2 separate regions of the Macaca mulatta genome follow, and region 2 is linked to region 1. Evidence: chromatin contacts called from public Hi-C data. All regions are on one chromosome and are shown on one strand. Each heading gives the region's core, a stretch centred on a gene start, on an enhancer-like site or on the middle of the called end of the contact. The rest is flanking DNA. Distances are from core to core; before and after follow the strand shown.

The links. A called contact is a pair of places that touch in the nucleus more often than the background predicts.
Region 2: a contact with region 1 is called in a Hi-C map of fetal cortex germinal zone, with 4 times the contacts expected there. The contact joins the promoter of KLF6 here to the enhancer-like site in region 1. A contact is called at or near these places in 3 of 14 Hi-C or Micro-C datasets (fetal cortex germinal zone, fetal cortical plate and fibroblasts).

Annotation. Positions count from the first base shown.
Region 1 is chr9:4,739,660-4,743,149 of T2T-MMU8v2.0, reverse strand. No RefSeq gene overlaps it. Among named protein-coding and RNA genes, the nearest start is that of PITRM1, 31 kb to the right of the region's middle. Within about 2 kb of position 1,804, at least 3 of the 40 cell types and tissues checked have an H3K27ac peak or open chromatin away from gene starts, as enhancers often do. A contact at or near this core is called in fetal cortex germinal zone, where this site is marked.
Region 2 is chr9:5,340,383-5,343,925 of T2T-MMU8v2.0, reverse strand. It overlaps KLF6 (KLF transcription factor 6), which reads left to right and starts at 1,603. Exons shown (of 4, transcript XM_015146365.3): 1 at 1,603-1,899. The coding sequence starts at 1,798. LOC107000013 (a long non-coding RNA gene) reads right to left here and starts at 1,259. Exons shown (of 2, transcript XR_013397895.1): 1 at 1-1,259.

The DNA of each region.
Region 1 (3,490 bases), core at 555-3,054:
ACTCATGCCTGTAATCCCAGCACTTTGGGAGACTGAGAGGGAAGGATCATTTGAGTCCAGGAGTTCGAGGTCAGCCCGGCCAGCATGGCAAAACCCCTTCTCTCCTAAAAATACAAAAATTAGTTGGGTAAGGTATCACGTGCCCGTAGTCTCAGCTACTCGGGAGGCTGAGGCAAGAGAATGGCTGGAGCCCAGGAGGCAGAGGTTGCAGTGAGCCAAGATCACACCACTGCACTCCAGCCTGGGCGACAGAGGGAGACCTTGCCTTAAAAGATAAACAAATAAGTAAACAAACAAACATTCTGAAGCATAAAAATCTTCAAACATAACATTCTTGAGGCAAGCAGAGAAAGTTCCCAGAAACAAAAGGCTTTCATTAAAGAAAAACAATCTATTGAACTAATGAACCAATGAATGAATGAATGAATGAAATGTAAAATGTTATTTAAGTGTGAGGGGTGGGCACGCCCACCAGGGCAGCTCACCCCTGCGTGCCTCACTGCAAACCATGCCACATATCAGGTTGGCGTCCAGCAACAGCCCGCCCACCGTTGGGTTCCTTCTTTTCACCTGGTGTTGCTCTGATTTTCCGGTTCTTTGTTTATTTGAACGTTTCTAGGTTGCTGTGTCTCCCTCATGGCCTCCACCCTCCCTCCCCCGACCCAACTTTGCCTCCCCCAGTCGCTGGGATCCCAGCACAGTTCTGACTTCCAAGTTATGCTGGAAAATTCCAGTAGAGAACTCAGACTGAGCTGTTCGCTGCAGACCTGATTTTCATAGCCCGGTGATTCTAGTGTTGCCTACGTGGCCGTGGGAGCTCCGGGTATTTGCCTGCCATGCAAATCATGATGGGGATGCCTGCCTTTAGACCTGGAGTCTGCAGCCACCGACCCACCTGCTCCACGCCTCACTCCGCACTTCTCTCAGTTCTCAAAGGCAGTCACCCTCCCCCAGTCCCTCAGAAAGAAAGTCCCGCTGATGAAGTGAAAGGACTGCAGGTCACAGCAGAGAGAAAATTCCTAAACTTCTGGCTTCTCGATGCAAACACATTGCACGTGGCATGGCTCAGCGTGTCGCGTTCCATCCCAGAACCGCTCATCCTCACTCAGCATCACCGTGAACTTCCCCCCAGGTCCAATCCAGGACCCCGCAACCGCAGTGCCTGCCACGTGCTCCCGCATTCACCATCGGGAAGTGTATGCCAAAAGGAAAATTCTAAGTCCCTCAAGCCTCATCACACCCCACTCTTCTGGGGTTTAGGCACAACTGGCCAGCATTTACGTTGGAACAGAGACCACGAGACTGACAGAGAGAACTCTGTGGCGATACAATACCAAATTATACTCGGGACCTAAGGCTGTACCAGACAAAGGTTAAGTCACGCACCCCACACTTAAAGAATAAACTGTGTTCTAACTCTCATAAGGTGTTTCTTTTTCTCTGGCAGCTAAATAAGCCCTGGCCTCGAGATAAGCAATGTTGCAGCAGTTACAGCTCACCAACCATCAGACACTGCCCAACGGAACCCCGTTTCGGCAGCCACCACTACAGTTTTGATTAGGCAAGAGACTGATTTCAGTAACTTTCTTCTGATAAAAAGACCCCCAAGCATGGACTGGTTCCAGCCGCTTCACAGAGGCTGAGCACTTAAGTTCCTCTGTGTCCTGAAAAGAACTTTCGATGTATATGGCCCAAGTGAAATTCGTTTAAATGCTAGGTTTACACCCCAAGGAGAACTTGGGTCTTATGTAACAGGCGTGTTTGTTCATTATGCATGTGCCAGCCCCCTTCATAAATATTCATAGATCCTCCTATAATCTGTTGAATATGCATGATTGGTTAATCCATTCAGCATGGACCCCCGTTCCATCCTCCTTTCCCTCGCAGTGCCTGCCTTGCAGGCTCCAGGCTGGGCTACACTTCCCAGACTGTTGGGATGGCCACCTTGCAGCCTGTAAACCTTTGGCAGGAAGGTAAACCTTTGGCAGGAAGTTTCCTTTCTAAATGTGTAGGTTGTGTCATTTAGAGTTAACAAAGTTCTTGAAATTTCTCTTTCATTCTTTAACAAATATGAGCGGGTCATCTATCCCATGCCAGGCACTAGAAGAAGTGAACAAGACACAGTTTATCACAAACTTTAAGGAACTCTCAATCCAGTGAGGGTAAACAGGCAGGGAAAGTGGCAAGTTCACAGGCAGCGCTAAGTGCTCCACAGGAAAGCCCTCCCTAGGTTAGTGACAGGGTTTGGCTGTGTCCCCATGCAAATCTCATCTTGACTTGCAGCTCCCACGATTCCCACGCGTCATGGGAGGGACCCGGTGGGAGGTAATTGAATCATGGGGGTGGGTCTTTCCCGTGCTGTTCTCGTGATAGTGAGTGAGTCTCACGAGATCTGATGGTTTTACACAGGGAAGTTCCCCTGCACAAGCTCTCTCTTGCCTGCTGCCAGGTAAGACGTCCCTGGCTCTTCCACCATGATTGTGAGGCCTCCCCAGCCCTGTGGAACTGTGAGTCCATTAAACCCCTTTCCTTTATAAATTACCCAGTCTCTGGTATGTCTTTATTAGCAGTGTGGGAGCAGACTAATACAATCAGAGTCCCCAGTAATGAGCAGGGCCAATCGGACAGCTGGGCCGAGCACTACCCCTGGACCAGTGCGTCTGGCTTCCTGCAAAGGTGGGCTTTATGTCTTGGCAAGCTACAAGGATCCCCTGCACAACCAGCTACCCGGAACCCCTTCCCTCCAAAAGAATCCACTCTTCTGGTTGAGGAAGGGTGTCTTGTTCATATCTATGCTTTCAACCCCAAACAGACCACCCAGCACTCAGTTTTTACTTGTTTTACGAGACTTGCAAGCATCAGTTATGATCAGATGGGACAGGGTTCCAATCATTTGCCTCATTTGCAGGATGGTGATCTTGAGCCTAGGGAATGAGCCTGCAGCCACGGGTCCTGACACCTGGGGACCCGCTTGCCGCCAGGTCTGGAGAGTTTCCAGTGGGCTCTTAGAAGGCTGTAAGGCAGCCAGGAGCAGCGAGCAGCACCTGAGCCAGAGTGAGCAGCTTTGACTCAGTGGGTTTCCTGACGCATCGTTGAGACCACACACACGACTCATCCATCCTCAGCCTTCCAGAAATGAGCCCCGCAGATGGCCCTGTGTGCTGCGATTTGCTTCCTCACATACTTCTCTGTGTCTTAAGTTCTCCTTCTGCCTCACCTGCTGGTCCCTGCAAGCTGCCCTCCTCACCTCCCTGCTCACCTGCTGACGCCGCAACCTGAATCTTCACTCTGGTTCCAGCCCAGACACACACACGGGCCTCACCTGCCCTGGCAGTGGAGGGGACCCTAACCGGCCACGGACCCTAACCAGCCAGGGACCCTAACCAGCCGGCGACCCTGCGGCCACGCTGGGCAGGTGAGGCCCGTGTGTGTTTGTGCTTCACTTTGCCCCGTGACATCCAGGCAGGTGACCGTCTGTTCTGTGTGTGCT
Region 2 (3,543 bases), core at 354-2,853, 600 kb before region 1:
AACGCTCTTGGCTGCCAGTTACTGGGGCCCGGTCAGTGGGCACTTGGGTAAATCTGTAGATGGTTCAAAACAAAGCCATTTGCATTCCTAGAAACAGTTAAGGTACAGGTCCCCAAGGAGGGCTGGTCCTGGCTCTCGGTTGCTGGGGTAAATGTGATGAACACTGGCCAAGAACACTGTCAATTCACTCTGCACAACCTTCACAGCCCACATACCACAGGTACAAGACAAACCACCCTTCTCCACTCCAGACTCACTAAGGTCCCCACCTAGTCTTAAGCCACAGGCTTCTGCCGGACTCTCTAAAATTAAACATACAAAACCCTTTTTTTTTTTTTCCTAGTCCATTCTTTCAAAATGTTTAGTGTCCGTTAAACTCTTATTTTGAAACAAAAACTATAATACAGTTACAATTCAGTTTCCCATTTTGGATTTTAAAATGCTCTGGTTAGCGTTCTCGACATTTTTCTTAAAAATCAACATGACGGTATATTTTCGGAGATAATTTATATGGAAAAACACACACACACTAAATGTCGGCTTCCACCTAATTTAAATTGTTTACACATTCATGGGAAAACCTAGCTGTTAACCTTGGTGAGGGCTGAGATCGCCCTCTACAAGATAAACACGTTTCTCCCAATTCCAAGGGGAGCCTGCGTGCTCCCCTCCCCCACTCTGGTGGACCTGAGGACAGAGGGGAGAGAAGGGACGTAGGAATCGATGGGGACAGAGAGGGGCTCAGGGATGGAGGGGGACAGAGAGGGGAACCCCAAGGTTAGAGAAGAGAGGGGGACCGGGGGATGTAGGGGAACAGAGCGGCGTAGAAGGGGACAGTAGGGGACGGGGCGGCCCCACGCGTAGAAGGGGACAGTTGGGGACCGGGCGGCTCCGGACGTAGAAGGGGACAGTTGGGGACCGGGCGGCCCCGGGCGTAGAAGGGAACAGCTGGGGACTGGGCGGCCTCGGGCACAGAGGGGGACGGGGGAACGGGGCGGCCCCGGGACCTGACGGCCGAGAGAAGCAGGACGGGGCGGCCGCCCGCGGGGTGCGCTGCCGGAACCGGGACTCGCGCGGCGACGGGGCCCGGCTTGGTGACCCGGACGGGCGCGGGGTGGCGGGACCGGGCAGCAAGGAAGGGGGACTGGGACTGGGGACGGGCGACGCGGCCCGCCCGGGCTCTCCCAGCCCCGGATCCCTCAGCCCCGGCCGCAGGTGCAGCACAGCGCTCGGCCGCGCACCTCACAGCGCGGACTCCTCCGGCGCGCCGCCGCCCGCGCCTTATATACCCTGCTAAAAATAGCCTGCGAGGCCACTCTCCAATCAGAACGAGCAGAGTTCGAATTGAACCAATGGTGCGGGCCGTGATGGAGAGTCTCGGTCACGCCAGGCGGGGCCGCTGTGTGTCGCCGCCCGCGATTGGCCGGAGCTGACATCATCGGCGCGCAGCCCCCGGGCCGGGAGCCACGGGATTGGGCCGCGCGCGGGGCGGGCACGGGGCGAGTCACGTGGGGGGAGGGGGAGTGGGGGGAGCCAGGCGGGGGCGGAGGGGGAGGCTGGCAGCGGAGCTTTGAATAGGGAAGTTTTGCAGGGGTTACGTTTGCAGTCAGTCCGGTGTTTGCAAATATTGTGTGGGCTCCGCGCGCTGCGGGCTGCGGGAGGGTCCGGCCGGGCGTCTCTGCGAGCCTGGAGTTTGCATGAAACTTTCACCTGCGCTCCGGGGAGACTTTCGGCTCCGGCTCCCACCGCGCGCCTCGCCGCCCTCGCGACCGCGGGCTCAGTCCGACCCGGCCCGACATGGACGTGCTCCCCATGTGCAGCATCTTCCAGGAGCTCCAGATCGTGCACGAGACCGGCTACTTCTCGGCGCTGCCGTCTCTGGAGGAGTACTGGCAACAGGTAAACGCAGCCGGCCGCGGTTCCCTGCGGGCGCCGGGGTAGGGGGCGCGGGCCGGGGCGGCTGTTTGGGGTTCAGACCCGGTGCTCCCTGCGGTCCGCTGGGCCCGGGCCCCGCGCTGTCACCGGGGGATCGGGCGCAGCGCCCCCTCCGATCGATTCTTCAGCCCGCGAGCAGCGTCCGCCCAGGGAAGCCCCAACTCCCGGCGCAGCCCGGCCAAGCCCCTGGCACGAGTTCGGAGCCTGTCCCTGCTCCAGGCGCCACAGCTGGAGCTTGTCATGGGGACCAACTTGCTCTGCCTGCCAAGGTTTTTGTTTTTTGTTTTTTGTTTTTTTTAAGATTTTGTTTTTGTTTTGCTTTTTGGTGCTTGTACATAACGGCTTTTTTTAAAATATCACATTTTGCCAGCAGAACGTAGACCAGCTCTCTCATTTATTTTTAATTTTTTTCGTTTTTTAAAACTCTAGACCATTTCCAATGTGTTTTCCCCTCTTTGGAATGCCTAACATTTCCCCTAGATCTGCCTTATTTGTCTTACGTGCTTCTCTTGTTGACCAAGAAAAATAAAAATAAACAAAACTGTGTACACTCCAGTGACTTGTCAGTCTTGTGACAATGAGCCCGTCCAAACTGCTTCAAGTCTTAGCTTGGGAAAAAGGACCTCGGTTTCCGACGTTGTCGTAGAACTGGAATTTGGGGGCATTGGAAATTTTAAGAAACTTACCATGTCCCTGTGCTTATCGGTAGCATCGCCCGAGGGGAGAGAGACTGACACTCGTCCCATTGTCTCTCCAGCGATCGCAGGAGGGTTTACTGTTGTCTCCCTGCCCTGCTGTGCTGTTTGTTTTTCGTCACAAAGTGAATTGCCAGATCAAATAGAGGCTGTGGGTTTCCAAGCCTCGAAAGCTTTAAGGAGGATGAAATGCAGGGTGTTGCAACCTTCACACGCCTGCTTAATTGTTCACAATCCTCTCCTGCCTTTTTCCCCCTCCCCCTCTTGTTTTTTTTCTCCTCAAAGAAGCTGCTCCCTGGGACGTGATTGAAATTGATCTAAGTAGTTTCCTTCGGGCATTTGGGATTTGGGCAAACGGCCAGACCTGGCTCCTGGTCGCCTTCGGAGGCTTTTAAACTCTCCCAGAGCTTCGTTCAGGTCCCGGGTGCTCATCAGCGTAATGGAGATTTTAAATTAGCCGGATTATTAAAGTTTAACAAGATCTCCATAAATGTGCTTTTCTTTTTTCTTTGGAAAATCAATTAGATATATCGCTGCTGCCCCTCTTCAGAACGCTGTAGTGTGCATTGTAACTCAGACGCCTAGTTTCGGGGGAAAGGGGAAACCATGATTTTCCCGTGTGCTTGCTCACACTGGCTGTGTGCGAGCCTGGGGAGGGGGAGGGATTGCCTGTGGCAGGAGAGAGGCACACTGCTAAGTCAGCCTGAGCCCCCGGGGTGGGCTGTGCTCAGTATAGTCCCTGCCCGGAAAAATGATGTGCTCACCAGAGCAGAGTGGTGTAGAAACTGAAATTTGTAGAATTGCCAGTAGTATAGACAACCTTATATGGACATGCAGGCAACTGATCCTCGTGAAAATCAGGGCAGACATAATTTAATCCTAAAATGTTTCCTACCATTTTTCTTTTCCAGTG